Regions from separate parts of the Sus scrofa genome. Here region 2 is linked to region 1. The links are chromatin contacts, called in public HiChIP or PLAC-seq maps. All regions are on one chromosome and are shown on one strand. Each heading gives the region's core, a stretch centred on a gene start, on an enhancer-like site or on the middle of the called end of the contact. The rest is flanking DNA. Distances are from core to core; before and after follow the strand shown.

Evidence for each region. HiChIP or PLAC-seq counts read pairs in DNA pulled down with a chosen protein or histone mark.
Region 2: a contact with region 1 is called in an H3K27ac HiChIP or PLAC-seq map of skeletal muscle. The contact joins the promoter of ELN here to the enhancer-like site in region 1. A contact is called at or near these places in 9 of 47 Hi-C or Micro-C datasets (embryonic fibroblasts, epiblast stem cells, fibroblasts and 5 more) and 1 of 2 datasets of contacts at active chromatin or transcription factors (skeletal muscle).

Annotation. Positions count from the first base shown.
Region 1 is chr3:11,098,108-11,103,455 of Sscrofa11.1, reverse strand. All of the region lies in intron 2 of LOC102165419 (a long non-coding RNA gene), which reads right to left. It overlaps LOC110259898 (a long non-coding RNA gene), which reads right to left. Exons shown (of 2, transcript XR_002342325.1): 2 at 4,014-4,533. Among named protein-coding and RNA genes, the nearest start is that of TMEM270, 42 kb to the right of the region's middle. Within about 2 kb of position 3,150, at least 16 of the 83 cell types and tissues checked have an H3K27ac peak or open chromatin away from gene starts, as enhancers often do. A contact at or near this core is called in mesenteric adipose tissue and skeletal muscle, where this site is marked.
Region 2 is chr3:11,211,576-11,216,923 of Sscrofa11.1, reverse strand. It overlaps ELN (elastin-like), which reads right to left and starts at 2,500. Exons shown (of 36, transcript NM_001315724.1): 1 at 2,419-2,500. The coding sequence starts at 2,500.

The sequences.
Region 1 (5,348 bases), core at 1,901-4,400:
GGTGGGAGCCAGTTTGGAAGAGACACAGGGGTGAGAAGAAAGGGAGGTGGAGGTGACCTTAGCCCAGCTGTGGGGGTGGAGAGGGGCACGGCTGGCAGAGGTGAGTCCTGAGTGGGAGGTATTGGGAGGGTGGGGGACACCTAAGCAAAGCCTCTCTCAGCACCCAGGGCCCAGAGTCCTCCCGGCGCAGCTAGAGCTGCCTCAGAACGGTCCCTTCTGCCTCCCCAGACCTCAGCCGTCTCATGAATCCAATGGAGGCAAAGGATGCTGGCTTTAGCAGCGCCTTGCCCCACAGACCACCAGCGACTCCTCAGATCATCGCGGCACTCAGACATGAACAGGACTGTGAGGCCCCAAACCCATCCTTTTCCAAAGCATCTTGCGGCTCCATTTCTCCCCAAGCACTCTACCCATCCTCTCAGTATTTGGCAAACCTTGGCTGATGGCTGCTCGGTTCCAGGCCCATGCCAGGCTCTGTGGGGTGGAAGAACACCAAGCATGGTCCTGGCTGAGGGAGGGAGACAGACACAGTGTCCTGGATGCCATGGTTGACATCTGGAAGGAGGGATTACTCCCCCTGGGAGGTGCGGGTGCAGTGTTTTCAAGTCAGGCCTAAGGAGCAGGTAGGCCCCGGGTGAGGAGCTGTCAAGAGCATGGAGTTGGCGGGGATGCGGGAGGTCTGCAGGGGACCTCACAGAAGGTGCAAGGCAGGCCTGAGAAGAGGGCAGAGGTGGGCAAGGTCAGAATGTCAGCACCCAGGCCCTGTCCCTGGAGGCCATGGCGGGTTAGCAAAGGTGTGAAGGAGGGAGGATCCGTGTCAGAGAAAGATCGCTCTGATGGTCTATGAGCAGGCCAGGTTAAAGCCCAAATTTGGTGGCCATGAAGAAGAGAGACACAGGGGAGCGTAGTAAGTGAAACCTATAGGATTTGGTAACAGCATGGAGGGCACTGAAGGAGGGAGGAGGATATGTCTAGAAAGCCAGGAGGATGGCCATGCTGCAGGTGGAGATGGAGACCACAGAGGAAGTGCTGATCTGGCACCATCCCTGAGCTTCTCTGGAATCTGAGGGCTTTGCAGCATCTGGGCCATCTCAGTAGAGAAGACCTCCAAGGGCTATCAGCACAGAGCTGGTGATGAAGGATCAAGATGCTTAAATAGAAAGACAAAGATTTCACAGTTTTCTCCTGGATAAGATGGGAGCCTCCAGAGGCTTTAAGCAGAAAAGTGACAGAATCGGATTTAGAAGAATCATTTGGGCAGCAGGGAGGAGGCTGGCCTGGGCAGAGGGAGACTAGAGGCGGGGAAACCCAGGATGAGGATAAAATGTCCCCCAAGTGGCCAGGGCCCCAGCAGTGGGTCCTAGGTCAGATGCTGAGAAACTACTGATCTAGGCTAAAGGGTCACAGGTAGGTCTCACTTTTTACACAAGTAAGGTCTTGACAAGTGGTGGTAAATGATGCTTCAGCTGATGCTTCATGTTGAATCAGATTTTAAATGACTCCCTTCAAAAATTTCGAAAAGAATTTCATTTATGATAGAGGGAGAAAGAATAAAAAGTTCAAATAAATTTCACAAAAGAAGCACAAGCCTGGTACACCCAAAACTACACAGAAAACATTGAAAGAAATTAAATATCTAAAAAATATGGTAAGATAGTTCATGTTCATGGATTGGAAGACTTAATATTGTTAAGATGACAATATTACCAAGAATAGGTTCAATATAATCCCCATCAAAATCCCAATGAATCCCAAAGGAAATGCAGAAATGAAAAAATTCCGGGTTCCCATCGTGGCGCAGTAGAAACGAATCCAACTAGGAACCATGAGGTTGCAGGTTTGATCCCTGGCCTCTCTCAGTGGGTTAAGGATCCAGCATTGTCATGAGCTGTGGTGTAGGTTGCAGATGAGGCTCGGATCTGGCGTTGCTGTGGCTCTGGCGTAGGCCGGCAGCAACAGCTCCGATTAGACCCCAAGCCTGGGACCCTCCATATGCCATGGGTGGGGCCCTAAAAAGACAAAAGACAAAAAAAAAAAAAAAAAAAAAAAGAAAAGAAAAAATTCATCCTAAATTTAACTGGAAATGCAAAGAATCTCAAATGGTAAAAACAGTCTTGAAAAAGAACAAAGTCGAAAGACACACATTTCCTGCTTTCAAAACTGACTACAAACTCCACTAATCAAGACCTTGTAGTGCTGCCATAGAGACATATCAACCAGTGGAGTCGAATTGAGAAATAAACCATTACGTTTATGGTTAATTGATTTTTGCCAAGGCCATTCAATGGGGGAAAGAATAGTCTTTCCAACAAATGGTGCTGGGGTAATGGGATAGACCCCAACCTCACACCATATGCAAAAATTTACCCAAAATAGATTGAAGTGTAAGAGCTACAACTATGAAACTCTTCGAAGAAAACATAGAGATAAATCTTCATGACCTTGAATTTGGCAATGGTTTCTTGGATATGCTACCAAGAGCACAAGGAAAAAATAGATAAATTGGACTTGACTAAAATTAAGAAATGCTGTGCTTCAAAGGAGGCTATGAAGAAAGTGCAACGATAACTCAGAATGGGAGAAAATATTTGCAAATCATATGTCAAGTGATTTAAGAGACTGCGGGGTCTGAAAGGCTCCGCCCTGGTGGGGGTGGCGGGGGAAATCCCTTCCCTGGTGTACAGCGCGCGGGCCACCTGGCCTGCCCTTCGCGGATGAGTTTGCCCGAAGGGCACCTGTCTAGCTCGGCAATTAAAGCAAGGAGAACTGGGGGAGGGTGGGAAGAGCCAGGGACCCTTGCCCCCAGGGCAGCCGCAGTGCTCTGGGAACTCGCTCACAAATTCCCCGAATTCCCCCATCTTAATTTTAGAACAGTCCTCGAAGAAACCCGGGGAGGCTGGGGACGGCCCGGCGCCAGTGCGGGCAGCTTTCAGAAAAGGGACAGTGTGAGGGAGAGGCTGTCTGGCCCGGCCTCCTCTCCCGGCCAGGCCTCGTCCGTGGGAAGGTCACGAGAGGCACTAGCGGGGGCCAAGCCCCGTGCAGGGCGCGGGCCCAGGCGACAGGCCAGAAGGTCCCGGGGCCTGAGGCCTCCGTTCCCACTGACATCAGTGCAAGGTGTCAGGGGGCCTGAATCACTGGGGCCTGGGCCAGCGCCCTCCCGGGGGGAGAGCATAGCAGAGGTATGAGGCAGCCCCGGCTAGGCTGGCCGCCCCGGGCTGGGCTGGCCACAGTGACTGTTTTATAGAATTAGTGAGTGGGACCCGCCGCAGGAGGAGGTGGCGATGTCATCGTCCTGGATTCCAACAGGCTGCCCCCCCCACCCCCAGCCCCTTCCGATTCACAAAATTAATTCCAACGGCTAAGCGAGGGGAGCCTGTCGCCGGGGCCAGGGGGGTCATAAACACGGGGAATATTAATAGCTCCAGCCAGGCTGCCCGGGGGGCTGGGGGGCCTGCCAGAGGGGCGGACTTATTTAGTCTCCTTATTAATGATGCGGAAAGAAGAGCCTTCACCCAAGCCTGGGGCTGGTGCTGACCTACATCGGGCGGGGATTGCCCAAGCCTAGGAGAGACCGCAGGGGTCGGTGCAGGGCGCGTTTTTCCCTGAGGGGATGCCTCTTGGGACCACCAGGAAGCCCTTGCCCCACCGCCCAGCCAGGTGAGAGCTAAGTACACAGAGCGTGTCCCCAGGCTAGACAAGCATGGATCTCCTTCCTGACCCCGGGGGCTCAGGAATGACTCACACGTGCACGCGTGCACACACACATTTGCACGTGTCTACCGGCGGGATCGGCCTCTCGCCAGTCAGGTGGGCCCAACCTGGGCACGTGAGACCAAGGCGGGTTATAGAATGTCCAGCCACACAGAGGTGCAAGCTATCCAGGTAAGGATGGGCTCCTTCCTGAACCAGACCCCTGACCTCCCTAGAGTCCTTCCCCCAAACTTTTCCTGCAATAAATCAAATCCAGGGATACTTAAAACTGGAAACTCAAAAAGACTCCATGCACGTGCAAATACACACACACATATATCTTTTCACATCCCTGACACCCATGCCCCCCACGCTCTTAGCAGGAACTCACTGTGTGCACAGCCAGAGTCCCTGCTAAGGGGATCACGAATCAGATGGTTGGCTCTGCCCCCTCCCAAGTCCCTTAGGTCCTGAGAACATGATTCCAAACAGGCCTCCGGGCACCAGTATCAGGGGGTCACGGGCAAAGGAGTTTGTGAAGAGATGCAGCTGGAAAGGGTTTGCAGAGAACGGGTTCGAGGCATGCCCAGGGCCCACAGCAGACAGGCTGGGAGAACTGCCCCCCTCTCCAGGAAGGCCCCCCGACCCCGGCTCCCAGCTGCATGGCTCCTGGCTGCCAGCTCTGGGACAGACAGACAGAGTGGGACTGGCAGCAGCTGGGGCTGGGAGCCTGCCGAGTCCCAAGCCGGAATGAGGGAGAAACCTGTCCAGCGATGAGATCAAGGAGATGGCACCGATGTCTCCCCAGGGATCCCAGCTCGGCGTCCCAGGACATTCCAAACTCTGCAAACAAAACATGGGGTGGGAGGCCAGCCAGGCTGGGCCAACGCCAGGTGGCTCCCCCACCCCTCCTATCGGCAGGGGCCAGGGGGGCCTGCCCAGCAGTGGGACCAGCTGGGAACGGAGCATGAGCCACCGGGAACGCTGCCCGCACAAGTCGCCTGGGGACGCAGCATCCAGACACCTGCCACGTTCCCTCGGCAGGGTGCCACGTGGGGATCATCCGCTCTTCCCAGGCCCTGGGAGGAGCGCTTGCGCGCCTTGGGACCTGCGGAGCCACCTGCACGGTGCTGTTCAGTTCAGCAAACACCTTCCGAGCCACGCTCGCACTTCATAACCCCTGAAGGAAGCCAAGCCTGGCGGGTTTCCCCACTTCTTCATAAACGAGGGCCCAGAGTGGAATTTGCTCGAGGCCACACAGTTATTGAGAGGTTGATGCAGATTCTCACCCAGGACTGCTGCCTCCCATTCCGAGTTCCTCCAGCTACACTTTGTCCTGACGGCAGGAGGCCACCAAGACCCTGGGCTCCACCTGACTGAGCCTCAAAAAATCAGCCAATTCAGGGAGTTCCCTGGTGGCTCAGCAGCTTAAGGACCTGGCATTGTCACTGCTGTGGCTCGGGTTTGATGTTTGATCCCTGACCCGGGAACTTCCTCATGCTATGGGTACAGCCAAAAAAAAAAAGAAAAGAAAAAAGAAATTCAGCAAGTTCAATGCCTTCATTCTATAAAGATGGAAACCGGGGCTTAAAAAAAAAAAAAAAAAAAAGGCAAGGGCTTGCCCATGGGCAGAGGGCAATAAAAGTAAAGGCGAGATT
Region 2 (5,348 bases), core at 1,251-3,750, 110 kb before region 1:
CCCCACATCAGAATTGTTTCAAGCTCCCTGGGTAACTCCAACCTGCTGCCAGGGCCGAGCATCCCTGTTCCAAGCCATTTTCAGCTCCGAAATCAGAAAAAAAAAAAATCAAAACCAGAAACCAACCCCAAATCAAGACGATAACATTGCTGGGGATTTGGGGCAGCTGGTCCCAATTACACCTGATTTAACTTCTCTCTTTAAATGGCATGGGAGTTTGGGGCAGCAGATCTTCAAAGCTACTTTGGACCCATCCTAAACAGGTCTGGGGCACCCTTTCCACTACAGGGTCTTCTTGGGATGTCCCTTTCTTGTCTCCACTGGCAACACGGTTCTTTTGAGCTGAGGAGACCATGAGGGTGACACCTTCTTGGGGTAGGGGGAAGCTGGGCTCTTCCAGGACAGCCAGGCAGGTGTGTGCGCATGTGCGTGTGGGTAGGGAGCCCCTCCCAGTCCTGATCTCTCTAGATTTCCTTTGGGAGGCTCTGGGCACAAACCTCAGAAGACCTCATCAATTCGCACACCCCTTATTTGGACCCAGCTACTCTACCACCTGCGACAGAGCTGAGATTTATGTTTGCAAAGAAAGACGAGGGCCAGCGGAACATTTAGCCCGGTCACTGGGGATGCATTCTTCTTAGGGCAGGCCCGCTCCAGAGTACTCAGCCCGGGCCCGCCCCTCCCCACATGCTTCTCGGAACCTGGCTCCCACCCCTCATCCTGGGGCCCAGAGCAGAGAGCAGGCGGCTACTAACCCCCTGGGCTGCCTAAACCTGTCTGAGCCTTGATTTCCCCATTTGTCAAGTGTAGACAACAATTCTCTACTCTCAGGGCTCCTGTGGGGACTCGCTGTCGTGCTCTAGGTAGGAAGGCAGGTGTTCGGGGGTCTCACTCCAGGAAGGAGGTTCAGGCAGGACCAGAGATGCTACTCCCAGGAGCAGGGTGGCTGCTCCTCTGGGACTGTCTCCCTGCCCCTATTGGCCCCCACCTGGTGGCATGCACATCCCTTGGCCTCGTCCAGACCCAGAAGCTGACCTCTGCTCAGGAAGCTCCTGCTCCCAGCGGCCCTGCCCAGCCGTGCAATCTCACGGAAACAGCTGCCGCTCCTGCCCAGCCCCTACTCCAGCCCTCCAGCCAGGCCCTGCTCCACCCGGTGCCCCCCGCCCCCAATGCTGGCCCCCACTGAAGGGCTGGTTCTCATGGCAAGGAGCACTCTTACGGAAACCAGACCCCACCCAGGCTGCCCCACCAAAGGCTCAGGAGCCTGCCTGCACCTCTCTCTTCCCGTGGCCAGGAGCACCTTCAGGCACCCTGTGAGCCACTGCCAGGGTGGTCCAAGATGCGTAGAGCCTTTGGGGGGGCGCCCTCAGGGGTCCATAGCAGGGAACATGCCAGGTGGTCTAGGAGTGCCCTGAGGTCCCCTCTAGCCCCTCCACCTGCCACAGTCCTTCTGCCGGGAGAGGGACACTTTCCCCAGCTTCCCTGTCCTAGCTTGTGTTCCAGCCCATGAATGCACACACACAGACACACACACACGCACATGCACAATGACAAAACACACCCAGAGACACACCTGGATACCAGATCTCCCATATGTACATGCCTGTTGGATGACAGAATTTAGCACATGCTAACAGGCACTTTCACATACCTCCTCCCACCAAACGCGCGCACACACACACACACACACACCTGTCCAGGAATGAACCTGTGAAATTTCATTCCTTCTCAGAAACCTCTTCCTCTATTCGGTGACACATTCGGGCATATACACACACCTGTGCAATAGCATGTAACACACTCATGCACACACACACACTCATATACAAACACACCCGCTCGAAAGTCCCAGCCCTCCTCACCAGGGACAGACCCAGCAGCAGCTTTCCAACCCGCAACCATGTAATCACCTTAACCCTGACTTTCCTTGGAGCAGGGTCCTGACTTCCCAGGGGATAAGGAACCTGCTGAGGTCAGAAAGCTCACTGTCACTAAGCTGGCCTCAAACCCAGATCCCCTGCCCCCAGGGCATGTTTGCACGCCTGCTGGGTCCACAGGTGTGCAGACTGCCAGTGCCCACAGACCCGAGGGACCCTGCCGGTCCTTCCCCAGCATGCTCGAGACCCCCCACTGGGAGATCCCCCAGGACAGAGCAGGGTCCCTCAGCCCTCACAGGGCAGCAGAACCTTGTGCTGGTTTGGGACCATCCTGAGTCGTGGGGCGATCGTGTGACAGGTTTCTGCTCGGCTTGGCTGGCTCCTGGGAGGGGCGGTTCCAGGGATCCAGTGGCGCAGGGGCTGCTGCTGGGACCCTCTGGAGGATGCTGAGGGTGAAGGGCGCCCTCTTGTCTGTCAGTCCAGCCACCTGAGCAGGAGGCCCAAAGGCTGTGGGCAGTTGGGGGGACAGGGAGAGGCCTACCTCCAGGCTGCGAGGGGTGGATGATGGACAGCAGGAGCAGGAGGACTCCGGGCCGCAGGGCTGCAGCTGTCAGACCCGCCATCTCGGGGAGAAATGCCCCAGCCTGCTCACTGCGCCTCGTTTTATCCCCAAAGCGTAATTGCTGCCTCGTCGGCTGTGAGGGAAGGAGGGAGGGAGAGAGGGCGGGCGGGAGGGCGGGCTGGAGAAAGGGGAGGCCTCGGGGAGGGGGGCGCGGGGAGGGGGCAATTACGAAAGGCCGGCTCACAAGCCTTCCAGGCTGGGTCTGACTGGACTGGACCGCGGGCTTTTTTCCTTAAAACACACACGAGTGCACACACGCACACACGCGCGTGCGCGCACACACGCGCGCACGCACACACACACACACACACACAGAGTTTTTTCCCCCATCTCTCTCCCGCTTTCCCTCTGTGGCTGTTCTTTCACTGCTGGCCCTGTTCCCGCCAGAAAGTGCGAGGGGGGCCTCTGCCAGGACAGCCCTCGGGAGAGGAAGCAGGAGGGAGGGCCCTGCAGCCCGGCCAAAAATCCGGCCCCAGCCAAGGCCTGAGTGGCCAGGCCCCCGCCCCTCCGGCTGGGCCCCAGGCCCAGTGTGGGGACACAGGCCAGCTGTCCCGCGCCTCTGCCCCCACCCTAGCACTCCGGACTCCCCCAACAGCACCAGTCCTGGCCAAGATACAGGCTCTGCCCAAAGCTGGGGAGGCGGGTGTTGGTCAGAACCTGGGGTCCAGCGCCCAGGCCAGTGTCTGTAGAGTCAAGGGGCTGTAGGCAGAAAGGCCGGGAAGGTGCCATTCTTGCTGGTGCTGTCCTGTAGGGCACCAGGGGGAAGGGTTGGGGACCCTGAGGCACTACAGGGCTCCATTCTTTGGGGTCTCAGGTCACAGCCTCCTGCCTGAAGCTGGGGAGGGGGTGATGTGTCCATCTGGGGTCCATGTCTGAAGAGGCCGAGGGGCTGTGAGCAGAACGGCTTGGGGATCGAGACTGTTGGTGCTGTTCCCTGGGGTCTCTGGGGGACATGTGGGAGCCCCTGACACACCTCACGGGTTCCATCTCTCATGGATCAAGGTGCAGTCCCTCGCAGGCTTGTGCAGGCTACAGGGTCCGGTCAAGGTCAGGCTCGTTCCCCAGGTGCCCTGTAGACAACCAGAAGGCTGGGGGAGCTGACCTAGACTTATAGGTGGCTCAGTCCCCCTTTATCACTTGGCCCCCATCTGTCCCAGTGCTGAGCATCCCTAGAACCCAAACCAGACTCTGGAGTCCCAAGACTGCTGGTTCTCTCCCTGCCCCGGGAGAACGCCTGGGGCTGACATTCCTTTGGTGGCCAGGAGGGGGCGGCCCTGCGCCGACACAGCTGGGACCAGCACTTCCAGGCCTTGGGTTCTTCCCACCTGCCTGTGCTGGATGGGGAACCTGGGGACTTTAGGGGGTGGAGTGGAAAGCGAGGGGGTCATACTTCCCCACTCAAGAAATTTAGGAGCCAGAGGATAGGAGAGAGAAACTGGTACCGACCCTCATCACAGCCTGTGACGGGGAGAAGTAGAGACCACAAGTTCTGAGAGCTTTCTCCCAGCACTCAGTTGGAGAAAGAGAGGAGGACACAGCCACAAGTCCGAGGAAGGGGGTTAAATGACCCCTCCTCCAGCCAGGAGCGCTGGGCAGTTTTTATGGCCAGCAGGGAGTGTAGATGCCAAAGGCCAGGCAATGGACCCAGCAGGACCTAGGACTAAATTCTGGCTCTAACACTTGCTTGCAGGGTAACTTCTTCCATGAATTTCAGTTTCCTCATCTGTCAAACAGTGATAAATATCCCTGCCTAGGAGGTTATTGCAGAGATGAAAAGATGTGGTCATATATTTCTGTACTGTGTCTGCAGGTCCAAATGCTCTGTACTCTGCCCTCGTCCTAGTGCTGCTGCGAGTACCTGGGTTCTGCAAGCACCACTCCTGCAGAACTCTGAGGCTTGGCTCTAGGCTGGGTCAGCTTGGGACTCTGGGCCATCCCTTCCTCTCTCTGCTCTCAGGCAGCAGCCATTCCAGAGGTTTGGAAGGGGGTGGGCACGCAGGCAGAATTGTTTTGAAGCAGTGCAGGCATACCAAGCATACAGCTCTCACTTCCTGCGTGTGTTATTTGGGGGTGCTTTGGGGGGTAGCTGATGGCGACTATAAGCCCGAGACAGCCCTTGCTGGTGGCGGGAGGGGGTGCTCAGGGTTAGGGTCTGTGGCCTGAGAGGGGCCTGCTGGGGGAAGGGAGGGGAGGCTGGGGGGGCGCCTCTGTGTGCCTGCCCCTCCCAGGGAGGGGGATGGAACGGGGTGCTGGGGAGAGGCTGGGCCCCACTCCTCTCGGGGCAGTGACGTGGGCAGGAACCGGCTTTCAGACTTGCAAACCGCAGTCTGCTCAGAGTCTTTATTAATTCCAGGACTGGGAGAGAGGCTGGAGCCAACGGAAGAGGGCTTGCGGCAGGGGCATCCAGGAGAGGTGTGGAGGGGCGCTCACAGGGACAGACTTGAGGCTGCTAGGCCTCTACCCCCAGGGCCAGGGTCCTGTGTCCCGTCCCCCAGCTGCGTCCCTCCATCTTCTCAGCACCCCGTGCTGCAGGAGCTCCATGAACTCGTGTTCAACAAGGCTTCTGTACACTTCAAAAGGGGGCCTCAGTTCAAAATCAAACCCAGTAAACCATAATCAAACCCAGATTATCCAGCGCAATTTAGCCCAATGCACTCAATGCATAATGTAAGGACTGAGGGTGACAGTTCTAGAGTAACATTCACTCATTCATGATTTAAGAAACCTAAGAGTCCTCAGTTGCCCTAGGCCCACCTCCCTGCAGAGCTGAATAGATTAAGTAAGGCCATAAATGTGGAATTGCCTGATGCACCACATGCTGGAAAATGATAACAGCTTTACCATTATCA